Regions from separate parts of the Gossypium hirsutum genome. Here region 2 is linked to region 1. Evidence: chromatin contacts called from public Hi-C data. All regions are on one chromosome and are shown on one strand. The core of a region is the stretch at or near the end of the contact, and the rest is flanking DNA. Distances in the headings are between cores, read along the strand shown. Region 1 has its middle 40 kb from the start of LOC121222819. Region 2 holds the start of LOC107915503 (protein TIME FOR COFFEE).

Region 1 (7,449 bases), core at 2,618-5,117:
GACAAAAATTTAAGAACAGAAACATTCTAAACTGACAAATAAAACTCGTTTCAAATTGTCAGAAAAAACTGCATAAAACATTAGTTTCAATTAATAAAGATGAGTTCACAAAGCGTGCGTACTAGAGGAATGAGAGCTCGCAGAGAGCGGGATTTAGGGCCCCAAGTAGATTTGTCTGCGTCACGAGTGCGCTTAGCTAAACCCGTGACTGAACTCAAACTTGTGGCTGATCGGGTCGTGAATACTCGCACTATGAAGAAGGATCATCTAGAGCCTATTGACGATGCTATGTCACAGGCCATGTTAAGGGTGCTATAATGTGTTGATAAGGCTTAAGGAAGATCTGAAAATCACAGGACCATTTCTAAGAGGCTTCATACTAACATAGCCGAGCTATTCAGGGGTATTGTTGGGATGACCCCTACTATGGTAGAATATTGGCTTGAGACTACGGAGAGAATTTTAGATGACATGGAATGTACCCTGGAGCAAAAACTAAGGGGAACGGTCTCACTACTGAGGGATGAGGCTTATCATTGGTGGCAAGCCATTGTGAAGGGTACCCAAGCTGGTAGATTGACTTGGGAATATTTTCTTAAGGCTTTCCAGAACAAGTATGTGGGGAAGCATTATGTTGAGGCCCGTCGATTGGAGTTCATTGAGCTCAAACAGAGGGATAGATCCATGGCTGAGTATGAGGTTGAGTTTCTACAGTTAAGCCACTACACCTAAGAGACCCAATGCACCAGCTTTCGGTTCCTTATTTATTTGAACTCAAGCTTTCACTTACATCAAAGTTTACAAGTCATGCATACATAGTTCGCCATCTAGTCAGTCACATCTATGTCTCTATCTTTTGAGAGTCATCCGCTCCAATGCCCAAGATAAGGCATCTCCCTAATTGGACTTGATATACGACATATTAGTCTTTTAATTTATTTTTTCATTTTCGATTAGACTAAGGACATTTTTAGGTTAGTCTACTATTTAAACATTTAGACAACTTCCATTTTGTTTTGTGTGAAAAAACTATTTGAGGACAATTATACAAAGTATATTAATGTAATTAATGAATTTTTTTATTAACCAATTTGTTCGAAAAAAAAAATTACAAGTTTACAAACTAATATACTACACTAAGGACACTAGATCCAACATGTAAATGGTGCGGTAAGTCTCTTGGGGCTTTTGGTAGTTTTTTCTTGGTTGATTGGTGTTTATCGTCAGGTTGATTTGATGATGGCGAGGCTAGAATGAAAATTTTAGCGACTCGATCAAGTTGATGCATCTCTGGTTTGTTTCTGAATTATTCTAGTATTGCAGTCACTGTCAATTTGTCATTTTTTTAGGTTACTTTATAGACATGGAATTTGTGCATTAGTTTGTAGTGATTTATTTATCATTTTTATTATATGTATCTTATCTTTATATTATTATTTTTAATAATTCTTATTAATAATATTATTTTCTTAGAAAAAAGTTATAATCTTAGATTTCATCACATAATAACACAATTTGTTTCAAATCGATTTAATTTATTAATAAATGGAATTAGTTTCCGATAAAATTTAATGCTTAAAATTTGACACTTAATAAAATTTGGATACTAATCCTTAAATAGTTGTATGGTAACTCCAACAACGAGCACTTTTGCAAAGATTGATGCTACCAAACTACCATTAACAAAATTTTCAAATCAATCATCCAATCAAGCTCAGCCATCCTGATCAATCAGGGCCGCATATTAGGTGAGATTATGTCTCACTCAAATTTAGGGGTGTGCATAATTCGGGTAAAACTGAAAAAATTCGGTTAACCGACTGAATTCGGTTAATCGGTCGGTTAATTGAATTTTTTCGGTCGAGGGTCGGTCAATTTTTTTTATGATTTTTCGGTTAACAGTTAATTCGGTTTGAAACCGGTCGGTTAATCGAATTTTTTTGGTTAACCGAAAAAATTAATAAATAAAATTATCCAACCCAACCCAATTACCCAACCCAATAAAACTAAAACTAAAGTCTACCCAATTAGCAACCCAATAAAAATAAAACTAAAGTCTAACTCTTAGTATCTACCCAATTACACATGTTTTTTGTTTAGGTTTAACGCAAATGGAGATTTTTTGGAGAGAAGAAATGAATATAAATGGAGAATATTAAAGACTTACATTTCAACTATGTGTTAATTTCAATAATTATGTAATGTTTTTAATTATGTAGTGATTCAAAGACTTATGTAATATTTTTAATTATGTAGTGATTCAATTCGGGTAATTCGATTAATTCGGTTAATTTTTAATCAAAAATAAAAACCATACAATTTTCGGTTAATTTGGTTAACCGACCTAATTAACCGAAAAAATTTCGGTTCGGTTAATGTTTTTTTTTAAATTCGGTTCAGTTAACGGTTAAAAATTTTGGAAAGTCAGTTAATTCGGTTATAACTATTTCGGGTCGATTAACTAAATACACACCCCTACTCAAATCTCTATACTCTCTTCATAAAAGCCTAGTTTTTATAGCATCTCCTATCATCCATCTCTTTCTATGTTCCTTCAAAACTATCAATATGTTTTTCATTTTTAGTTGAAAGCAGGAGAACCAAAGTCCTAACCAAAATTAACTATAGATAAATCAAGGAAACTCATGCCTTCAACTAAAAGCAAATTTACAATACCTATAGGAGACACTTAGAAAACATATAAATCAATCTTCTATACAATAATTGACCTTACAATATCTTTATCAAATTGTTAATTTATTTTTCTACACGTAATATCAATTCTATTTTCCTAATAATTTATTAAGATTAACTGCTTAAATTAAAACTATACCTTTTAACAAATACTTACGTAAAAGTTAAACCTTTCAAAATAATAAAATAAAAACCAAATCTTTTTAAGGAACTCAAATAAAAGCTTTTCATCAATGCTCTTTTAAACCGGACTGGTGGTCAAATCCACCAGACCACTATTCCCAATTCAAATCGGTTAGACTGGCAATCCAACCAGAATTTATTTTTATTATATAATATATAAATTTTAAATTTTCATTTTATTTAAAAGTTTTAAAAATAAACCATACCAAGCCCAATACTTTATTATCCATCTTTTTATCTAACTGGGCTCAATAACCCAAATATTAGGATATTTAACTTCCCTTAGAGTGGGTTTGGATGAGCGATTGGGTGCGTTGCGGTGCGTTTAGTTTACTTTTTGTCTCACGCTACAGTATCTAATCTCACCGCCACTGCTATTTTTACACTAACCGCAGATAAACGCACCGCCTATCCAAGCTCACCATTAGTTTTTTTATCTGCCGTCTGCCACCTTCTCAATCTATCACTTCCATTTTTCTTTATTTGTTTAATCACTTTCTTCTTCTTCATCTTTCTTTTTTTTTTTTTTTGAAATTTGCTTTATGCTTTCATCAATATTGCATATATATAGAGATATATATTCAAAATCTTTCAGTTTCACTCTTTGCTTTGTAGAATTTTTCTCAGAACCATCAAGTTTCATCAAGTTTTTTCTTTTATAGTTTTATCAAGTTTCTCTCAGCAGTGCAGATTCTCTCTTCTCATTCCTTGTTCTGTTTTTTTTTTTCATTTTCATTTAAATTTTTCTTTGGTTGAATTATTGGATTAGATAAAATTGGACTAAATAATGTATGAAACATAAAACAAAAATTCATAAAACTACTAAAACACCGATTAAATCGATTTTTTAAATAAATTCAAACGATCCTGATTTCCGATTTGATAATGGTTTTGAACGGTTCAACATCACTATCCGAATTGGACCCCAAAGTATCAAACCATGAACTATAAAAGGCGTGCAAGAAAAGGAAAAACATATTGACTAGTGATCATGAGACCCCAATTCTTGACTACACAAAAAGTCTTCGCCCTCAATCAATCGGTCTTTTATACCCTTTACACGTTGTGTGAACTCAAAATTTAACCATTTGTAACTCCATCACCAAGCTTCCCGAGTGAGCAACTTAAACTTGCGAAATCCGATATGAAATTGAAGAGATAATCCGTTAAATACAACTTGCCTATCAAAGCTATTATACATTTTTCATTTTCTAATAATATGATACAGCGTTCCAGTCAGTGTGGTATATCGGATCTAACCTAACCGTTCGAACAAATTTATGTAGAAAATGAGAATTTGAGCTTAGGAGAAGAACCGTAATATGTTATGTAGTAGACGTATGATGTTGAATATCATGATCCTGAATCAAAAGACCATTCAGAAGTGGGCGCTCTGCATCTGCATTTCCTACCAACAATCTTTTCTCATGTCGCTGACCTCTACCATTAAACCTAAAAATAAAACAGAAATCAAAGCAAATACTGAAAATGCCAAAGATAATAAAATATATTAGATATTAAAGATTAATATTTATATTTATATTCATATAAAATAAATTTTAATTATTAAGTAGTAATCACAGAATTAAAATATATTTACTCACCCTACACTGTCCGAGCTAAAAAGGTTGCTCGGTCCCTCAGACAAGTTAGATAATTGATGTGGAGATATATGCCCATGAAACACTTACAGAAGAGAGAACGTGAACACACCAAGATAATATATGCTTGCCATAGGAATACTAATAGAGTTTCTATTGTCAAGTTCAGACGCACCTTAACATCTGAAGATGTTACTAGTTATTAAGTCAAAGAGACCTATCTTACACTTTAGTTGACATGTAGGAGAAAGAAAATTCGAAAGGCCATTTTCGGAGATAGGAGCATACTACCTTAAAACCAAAACTGAATGATTTTTACTGTTGTGCCTACACGTGGACTTGCACACTACATTATTAGTTAGGCAGATTATAGTTCTCATTCCACCCTTGAGATTTGCACATAACCACCTTAGTGACTTGAAAGAGAGTCCGCGATATAGCTTTAAAGTCTGTTTGGTGAGGTTAGACAGGTGTCAAGTTGAGATTAGGATTTCCACATACTTTATACGTTCTCAGTCAATTAAAATTTTGTAAACAGAAAGTAAGGCAGCAGAGAGACCTTACACTAGTTGATTGGAGCTCCATTGTAGTTGAATCAGTTTCCTGTGACATAAGAGATCACACGTTCAAATTACTATAGAGTCCAAATTAAAAATCTTAAGAAAAAGCTGATGCAGCTAAAAGTACCTCTTCAATCAACAAATCCTTTCTAGTGATCACACCAATCATACGAGATGCACGGGGAACAACAAATATGTGTCTCAATCCTAGTTGCCGGAAAATATTGTAAACCTATACCGTCACCATTAACAAGTAAAAGACAAAGATACTGTAACAAACATGATAATCTGTTAAAAGCAACACTGTAAAAAAGAAATCACCTTTGTTAATGACATATCTTCCGGTACAACATATGGTGAGGGATTCAAAAATGGTGCAAGATCTATGTACATTTCTAGGTCATCTGAACTAAGATGAATATCATTTATTGATATTCCTTTACTTGAAACAGGTTTAGCAAATTCACTAAAATTGTGCCTGTAAACAAAGGGAGCTATTTACTCTTAAGCTGAACTGAATAAAAAGCCAGAATGAAACTATAGAATTAAAACTTATAGCAGACTTCAACTTACCGAATCCCTGGGATCCACCTCTGGGATCACAAGGCAAAGGACTATGCTGGAAATCTATCTTAGATTGAAGAAGCACCAGTAGGTGACTGCATTATAAGCAAAGCGCAGCAGTTAGTTCTTCCAAGCATGCTTCTGCTCTACAATATAAAGAGCAAAACCTCTGGGAGCGAAAAAATGTCATTTGTTGTACCTCCGAAGCATAAGTCCGATAACAAGTGTTTCTCCATTTCTTGTGTGATCAATTACCTAGGTAAGGTGAACAATGAAATACTGTTTTCATAATTGCTAACATTGAACTAGAGACACTATGTGAAAGCTAAGCTTACGGGAAAGCCATTATGCTTGTTGCTCTGCAAAATAGAGACCACATCTGCAACCTTTACAACCCGCGGAAGTGAGAGAACCTACAAATGTAGAAAAGCGAGCAGCTTAGGAGTAAAAGTTGTCCTTTGCTTTAAGCACTTGCATGATTATCAGCTCGTATCTACACTAGAGATTATTTTTATACCAAAACAACACAAAACCACGGCATCCTTGTCAGTGAAAGCAGATCAATCAACTAACCTTCTGGTTTCTGCAGGCTTCCTTGGCAGTCATTTTCCGCATCTCATACTTGGGTCTTGATTCCAGCAACGGAATACCACGCAGTCGTGCTTGTTCTTCATATAAGCCTTCATTAAAAGCATCACCAACAGCCTGGGAGGGAAGAAGTGCAAGGACATTTAGACCATGTCAATCAAGAATTGATAAAGTTATCAACAATAAACTTTATACCTTCGATATAAGAAGAACAAGCATAATAAGAGGTAGAAGTTTCAAGTTATTTGTGATTTCGACCATGATGACACACAGAGAAACTGTCATCCTCATGGAACCACCAAGAAAAGAAGCAGCTCCCAGAAGTGCATATCTGCAAATACACCAAATTGTAGAGCACTTCAGCAATGATATTGAATGGTATGCAAAAAGAAAGGTGGGACTCTTAAGAATCACTAAACAAAAGAGACAAAGGCAATTAAGAAACATGATTACCATTGACTGCAAAAACAGGTCATAACACGAGTGGGACATATTCTTTATTTAAATTAAGATCTCTCTGTCATGTTTATGTATAAACCCCCCCCCCCTTCTTTTCTTATGACAAGTATATATATATATTTATCTAACTTGACTAATTACAGCTTTTTAGGAAACTTCAGCCCTATTTGCTTAGTTTGGAGGGGGTTACATGGACCCAAATGCCAAAAGCATATTAATAAAACATTGTGAGTGAAATCATAATACCGATATAGATATGATTATTCAAATTCCATAGAAGTAAAAGAAACAATGTACTTACGTTCCCTCTTCAATATTGAGCTTCTTGTAGTGATTAACTGTAAAAATACCAACCAGACGGCCATATGTTGATCCTATCATTATTCCACGAACAAACTGACCAGCTGGAACAGCAGTACCAAATGTAATTACTGCTAAGGTATAAAACATAACCTGAAATCATTTGAATTGAAAGAAAATTCAGGCCAAGAACTGTTTTCAGGGGAAAATGTATTAGCCTATTCTTCAGTTGTATAAATATTTAAAATAAATATAATGAATACTACTATTAAACAAACCTCCTACAAGTTTTCAACTAATAAATTTGGTATGTTCCTGAACTGTTTAAATTGTGACCTGTAAAAAATATATTTGGAGGATATAATATGAAAATTATAAAATATTCTGAATAATCATCCATTTTCTGGAACGATTCTGCTCTGTTTCTTCATTCTATCTAATTAACTTCTTAAGCATTCTTTTTGTTTTTTGAAGAAAATCATAATTAGGAACGGCATGAT
Region 2 (7,449 bases), core at 2,018-4,517, 530 kb after region 1:
AGCTTAAATTATGATTTGATTAGATCATGTTTTAAGCAAATTAAAATCATGCTCTTTGTGTGGCTATTGAGCCGAAATTGCAAGAATGATAAATGTCTTGTGTTTGAGTTTTGCTAACGAGAACGAAATATGAATGTGCCATGATTTATTGTTAAATGTGCATGGTTATTTGAATGATGTCCGGGCTAAGTCCCGAAGGCTTTGTGCTAAGTGACCATATCCGGACTAAGATCCGAAGGCATTTGTGCGAGATACTAATTCCGGGCTAAGCCCGAAGGCATTTGTGCGAGTTACTAAATCCGGGTTAAGTCCCGAAGGCAATTGTGCGAGTTACTATAACCGGGCTATGTCCCGAAGGCATTTGAACGAGTAGCTATATCCGGTTAAATTCCGAAGGTACGTGATTTGGGAATGAATGATCTTGCTGTAAAAATTTCAGTAAATACTCTAGAAACATCCCAACATTGAGGTATGTTTCGTATGTGCTTGAATTTAGTTGAGCCCTTACAAATAAAAGTATTCGCTCAGTTGATAAACGAGCTACCGGCCTTTGGCTAAGTTGATCTTTTGTGTATGTACATAAGGGTTGGTAATGTGAAGCAAGTATGATATTGAAAAATTGTGCATATGAAATTATCCGTTTAGCTACATGAATGCTATACTTTTGTTGTGCTGGAATTCCTTGCTCAAAACTTACTAAGCATAAATTGCTTACTCCGTTTCTTTGATCCTTTTTTTTATAGATTTTGGTTCTCCAGCTATCGGACTCGGGATTTTGAAGTCGAAGTCGCCCACACTATCAAAGCCCCCCCTTTTTGGTACAATTTTGGTTGAACTTCGAAATGGCATGTATAGGACTACCCGTTTGTTGTGGGTCATGGACCCTTTGGACTTGTATAATTTTGGATAGCCATGCGAAAATGGCTTATATATGTTTGAGTATAATGTTATAATCATTTGGTGTGGATATGCTTGACAAGGATTGGCCATGGGAATGGTTAATCACTATCATAAATTGTGCTATTTATGCAAAAAGGGCTAGTTGAATCATGGAAACTATGAAATAGGTAAAGTCTACCTTAAAGGCAGATGCTGACAGCAGCAGTAATGTAGATTTGGAAAATCACTAAAAATAGTAGGAATGAAATTAAATAGTGAATAAATTATGTAACCGAACCTTGATGAATCTATTTTCATAGGAAAGTAACGAAACAATCATACAGACAGTATGTTAAGAGATATTCAGGTTCTCGTGAGACAGGGCCAGAACGGTTTCTGGATTTCCTGTTCCGACTTTGGAAATTCATTATAAATTAACCAGAGACAATTAGGAGTCAAGCCATATATGTATAGATTCCTCTCTGAGTCTAGTTTCTATAGAAACAAACGGCATCAGTATTGAAGCCCTGTATAGGGAGATATCCAAGTTGTAATGCGCAAAGGTCAGTGTAGTCGATCCCTGTAACATGGGAGACTTTGACTAATAAACTGTACTAATTGGCCCAACCAAAAATTCTAGAAAAAAATATGTAGATGGGCATATGAGTCTAGTTTCATGGAAAATTTACGGAACTGGATTCCGAGTTTCTGAACTCAAGATATGATTTTATAAAGCGACTAGTACGCAGATTGGCAGTGTCTGGGAAATTTTTTTTAAAAGTCTGTTAACACCTGGTGTTCGACTCCGGTGACGGTCTCGGGTTCGTGGTGTTACACTTAGTGTTCTGTTGTAAACACTAAAAATATTATAACCCTACATACTTGTAGTAAAGTTGCATTTCAATTTTTATAATTTTTGTACAAATTTTTTATTGAGTGTTCGTTTACAGTGGCTCGGTCATTTTTCCACTAAAAAATACAGTAAAAGGCCATTCAAGTATGAGAATGGCATTCAGCCATTAAAGTTTGGTCGTTACAACATTTTGGATCTGTTAAAAAAACTAACACGCCATTAACAAAAATATATGAACAAACTCTTTTAAGTTTTTGAACATATTTCGAAGTTAGATATCAATACTACTGCCGGGATCGAACATACAACCAAATCGTCAAATTCATATATATATATAGCAATAATCGAAGCAATAACCTGACTCAAATAATAATGTAAAAAAAGATACTAACCCAAATTAATATATAAATTTACGAAATAAATGAAAATTAGAAAACATACAGAATCGTTGTTGAATTGGTTCGATGTACTGATGAAAACAAAATTGTGTACTAAAAAATCGTCTATATTCCGCAACACTAAATACACAGTCAAAAAATAAAATTTAATTCCTTTCAAAGAACACTTTTAAGTTCCTTTTCTCGTTGAGAGAAAAAGTCCTCGTTTACACTTTTTTTTTATCCATTCATTTTCCCACTATATACACCAACTTAAAAATTGCTTTGGTAATTTCATTTTAAATTAAAAAAAGCTTTTGTTTTATTTTCCTTGATGGCCATGAAAAAAAAATTGCAAAATGAGCCGTTAATTATGGGTGTCCAAAACCAACATTAACTACAACTGTTTTTCGTAATTTAGTTTTTTTATTAGTACAAAATTTAATAATAAAATATTGACATACTTATTTATTATAATTAATATAATATTTTTAAATTCCATAATAAAATATATCTTCTATATATTATTAATATGTATTATTAATTTTTATGTTAAAATTGCTTTTCCATTATTTTTTAAATTTTTTAAAAGATAATTATAAAACATGGAACCGAAATAATGAACATTGACCGGTGGTAAACATATACTTTGCGGTCAGCTGATTCCATGAGATGGTAATGCTCATTTACTTTTTACCACTCTCTGCAACCGGCAATAGCAGGTCACGAATCGCTTCGGGAAATCCAAGAGCCCCTACCTATGTTAATCGAGATTCTTGGGAAACAGTTCTTAGCTCTCCAAACCCTAATGCTACATTCATATATAGCAATTTTAATTTTTAAAATATTTTTTGGCAAGAAATTTTATATTATTACAAATTAATTTTTTATTGTTACCAAATCGGTAGCGAGTGAGGTGAAACTACGGAAGCTTATTAGGGAAGAAAAATAAAATATGACACGTTGCGATATAGAAAAATTTAGAAAGGGTTAAGAGCGAGAAGAGATAATTTATCAACCGTTCAGATCTTGCCATGTTGGTTTAAGCCAATGAAAATCGTTTGATTTGTCGAGGAATCAACGGTTAAGATGTGGGCACTTATTGCAATCAGGGATCTTGGCCGTTCATTAAGGCTTGGAGTGGGTTTCGTTGAGGGTGAAATAGCGAAAAGAAGATGACATTTAGAGCACAAAAAGAGGAAAGAGAGATAAGGAGAAGAAAGAGCGGAGAGAGGGAGAGTGGGGGGCAGAGAGAAAGAAGAGAAAAGCTAAAATCTTTGAAGTCTGAGTCTGACAGATTGTTTCAACACAAGATCTTTGAAAAATTATCGAGATCCGGTTCTCGCCGGAGACAGTCACCGGAGCTCATTTCTGGGCGAATTATGGTAGATTTGAGACGATTGACTGAGGAGTGATGCGATTAGTCTTGTTTCTATATCAACTGATTTGTTATCTGCAAAACGAGTTGATTTACGAAGATGGATAGAACCAGAGAAGCGAGGAGAGCCACTATGGCTGCCGTTTCCGCCACACATGGCCTTTCACGGCGGCGGCATAGAAGTAGCTCTCTTAGAGACTCCCCAGGTTTTAAAATCAGATCTGGTCTTTCTTTTCACCTCTAACGGTGTCTTCATAGTGAAGTTTTTTGATTTGTTTATTTTTTTCCCTTTTGTATTGTGCAGAGGATGATGGGCCGGTGGAGTTTCAAGAAACGACGCGTTTAAGAGATCGGAAGAAGGATCGAGATCGAGAAAGGGAAAGGGAAAGAGAACGAGATAGAGAGCGAGATAGAGAAAGAGAAAGAGATCGCTTTAGTAGAACGAGTAAGAGAAGAAGAGGCGATAGATTGATAAGTAACAGAGAAGACGGAGCCGATGAAAGTTCTGAAGAAAGTGTGAACGACGATGAAGATGATGACGACGAAGACGGAGGGGGAATAACTGGAGGAGGTTCTGTTCGGATGATTCCGCCGAACAACATGGCCGGGTCTTTGTCGATTCATCATCAACAGCAGCAGCATCAACATCGGAAGAGTTTTCCGCTACCCGTGAAAGTCATTAGAACGACACCGCCTTCGGGGCCTGTTCTGACTACCAGCACAACTACCTCGTCTACGTGGAAGGCAGCCGATGAGATGATTGGCGTGTCGGTGCCTAGAAAAGCTCGGTCAGGTAGAGAGGTGGAAGAGATTAACGAATTTCAGCCTTTTTGTTAGCAAGTATTTTGCTTTTGAAGTGGCTGATTTGTTATTTTTCCTTTTATTTTATTTTGTACAGCTTCTACTAAAAGGTCTCATGAATGGGCATCAAGTAGCGGTGCTGTTGGTTTAGTAGGTGGAGAACAGATTCACCGTCAAGCTTCAACTTCGCCGGTGAGAACAGGTGTAGCTGGGATGATAACATTACCGTCTCCGGCTCCAGCCTCTCCATCTTCTTCCAATGCTACTATGAGGAAGAAGATGGTCAGTTTTCTGAATTTTTTGTTCTTTGTTTTTGGCTCTTTTTTTGTTCAATCTAGTGACAAAGATTTGGTTTTTGATGTGAAGGCTAACGGACTAAAGCAAAGGCCACCCAAATCTTCGTCGAAATCCTCATCTTCAGCTCAGGAAGAGATTGAGATGGAGATTGCGGAGGTCTTATATGGTTTGATGAGGCAGCCACAAGTCCCATTGAAGCAAGATACAAATGGGAATGATTCGGTCAAGTTCGATTCACGAGAAGTTAATAAACACAATCTTGATTCTAAATCAAGAGTCTCTTCACCGATCTCCTACTCCCCGTCAACCCTTCCTCAACCATCTTCCAATTTACCTTCAAATTCTAACTCTTCTGCTACTACTATGTCTGCAATTGGTTAGTAACTTTCAGTTTAGAAGAAATAGAAACTTTTGCTTTTCTGAACAATTGGGCGACAGATTTTGATTTGGGTATTGTTGTTGCAGCTCCCAAGAGGAAAAGACCAAGACCGGTGAAGTACGAGGATGAAGCTACTGCGGTAGCACCACCTCCTATGTTCTCTGTTTCGAACAATTCAATTTCATCTACAACAACTAAGGTTGAAATTGATCAACCCGCTAAAATTGAAGCTACCTCCCCCAGTTTTGAGAATAATTCAGGATCCATGGCTGAAAATGATGGTCCTTCTTTGATGAATTCTTCTCAAGCTGGACCAGCTTCTGCAGAGCTCGTTCAGGCTGAGCCAAAGAAGGAAGAGAAGAGCAATTTGGTACCAGATTCTAAGCCTTTGACTGAAGAATCTGAGAGTAGAGACGTGGGTATCTGTAAAAAAGAGGAGTCTCAATCGCCAATGAAGGAAACTTTACCTTCTCCTGCTAATAATCCTTCTATCGCTGGTCCCCGATTGGATGATGAGCGTGAGACTGTGACAAAAGCGTGAGCATTGTTTCCTTCTACTCATTCCTCGTTAACTTTTTATGGGGGTGTTATAAGTCTCGAAAGCTTTGGTGTTTCAGGAATTCAACAGTTGGTGGGATCGAGAGTCAGCGGGAAGAGAAGTTCCAGATAGATCTGATGGTGTGGATCCTCCTTTTGTTAAAAGATGCAAGCTCTTTTATCTCCTTCTAGTTGATTCTTTGTCTCTGGAATTCTAAGCTATTTATTACTTTGGTTTTAGGCTATTCCTCCATCTAGATCATCACCAGAGAGGGATGATGAGATTGATTTTGGGGTTTCAGATCCTAAACCATTGCCCACAGATATGGAATTGGTGAGTCACCTAGCTTTCACCAGTTTCTTGGTATGATGTGTATCTTAAATTAATGGCTTTTTTTTCTTTTCCTGTGCAGGAGATGAAGTCTACGGTTAAGGAAGATGATAAAAGAGTGAATATCGGAAATGAAGATGTGAATGTGGAAGCCGAGGATAATAAGAAGCCCAAACTGACTTCTGAAGAAACTGAATCGCATAATCCAGTTATAAAGAGTGAAAGGAATGCTCATCTAAAGCTTGATTTGGAGAAATCTGATAGAGATAGTGGCACAGGTAGTGTCGGTGCGAGCAAGTTCAAACACAATGTTCTAAAGCAGGAGCAACAGCAGCCCGATAAAGAGAAATCTGGTAAAGTTAATCCTTTTTTTCCTGGGAAAATTTCTCCTCTCTTGTTTCTGATCTGGACTTCTGTTTTTGGCTTTCTACAGCACAATCTTGTGCTTTACCTTTGCCGATGTCATTGGCTAGCTGGCCTGGTGGAGTTCCTCCAATGGGGTATAGCTTGTTGATTTGATATTGGGTTTTGTGCTTTTTTGTCTTTAGTATATAAACCAGTGGTTTAGATGTTATAATGGGGGGTAATGAATTTTTTTCCCTTCCTGAGCAGATACATGGCTCCTCTGCAAGGTGTTGTATCCATGGATGTGAGCGCTGTATCTTCCGCATCTATTCAGGCATGTCGATATGTTCTTAATGTTTTCAGGTCTTGGTTATTTAATTGTTTTGGGTTCTAATTTACCTTGAACTTTTGGACTTTTGCAGCCTCCACATCTGCTGTTTACTCAACCAAGGCCAAAGAGATGTGCAACCCATTGCTACATTGCTCGGAATGTACACTGTCACCAGCAATTCATGAAGATGAATCCTTTCTGGCCCACGGCACCTGGTTCAGCTTCACTCTATGGTCTGAAGGCAAATCTAAATGTTGTGCCTGCTTCGGAATTGAATGGGAACATTCCTGGGAGAGCGGTGAGTTCTGCACAAGACAAGGGGCAGACACTTGCAATTTTTCCTGGTCATGGTGGCAAAGATAAAAGTTCACAGGCTGCTACCAACATGGTGGATGCTGCACAGAGAAAGCAAATGCTGCTCCAGCAAGCTCTACCTCCTGGGGCACCCAGTAATATCCTGGTATGCTCTTGCCCGAGAAAACCTCATTTCACTTTTCTGTTCATTTGTTTTTAATGAAGTCCAGTGTTGTCTTAATTCCAAAATTATATCTGGACAAAAATTTTGATATTTTTCTTTTTGGTTTATTTCTATTTCAGCATGGCCCTGCTTTTATTTTCCCATTGAGCCAGCAACAGGCTGCTGCTGCGACTGTTCGACCTGGGTCTGTGAAATCTCCTGGTGCTGGCGGCACAACTTTGAGCTCGTCTAATTCTGCCTCAGTGAGTGCCACCCCTGCTGGTGCAACTGCTGCCCCTGCAATGAGCTTCAACTATGTGAATATGCCTAGCAATGAAACCCAGTACTTGGCGATTCTGCAGAATAATCCGTTTCCGTTTCCTGCACATGTTGGGGCACCACCTGCATATCGAGGGAATCATGCGCAGCCTATGCCTTTTATTCCTGGATCTTTCTATTCTTCCCAGATGGTTCACCCAACACA

Evidence for each region. Hi-C and Micro-C count contacts between places; a contact is called where the count stands out from the background.
Region 2: a contact with region 1 is called in a Hi-C map of leaf, with 2.0 times the contacts expected there. The contact joins the promoter of LOC107915503 here to the enhancer-like site in region 1. A contact is called at or near these places in 4 of 34 Hi-C or Micro-C datasets (callus and leaf).

Annotation. Positions count from the first base shown.
Region 1 is chrD10:35,774,039-35,781,487 of Gossypium_hirsutum_v2.1, forward strand. It overlaps the pseudogene LOC107914855. Among protein-coding and RNA genes, the nearest start is that of LOC121222819, 40 kb to the right of the region's middle. Within about 2 kb of position 3,868, at least 1 of the 9 cell types and tissues checked has an H3K27ac peak or open chromatin away from gene starts, as enhancers often do. A contact at or near this core is called in leaf, where this site is marked.
Region 2 is chrD10:36,302,748-36,310,196 of Gossypium_hirsutum_v2.1, forward strand. LOC107915503 (protein TIME FOR COFFEE) reads left to right here and starts at 3,268. Exons shown (of 12, transcript XM_041102454.1): 1 at 3,268-3,693; 2 at 3,792-4,280; 3 at 4,386-4,480; 4 at 4,655-4,961; 5 at 5,051-5,501; 6 at 5,582-5,642; 7 at 5,743-5,835; 8 at 5,915-6,185; 9 at 6,266-6,332; 10 at 6,445-6,511; 11 at 6,600-6,968; 12 at 7,106-7,449. The coding sequence starts at 3,588.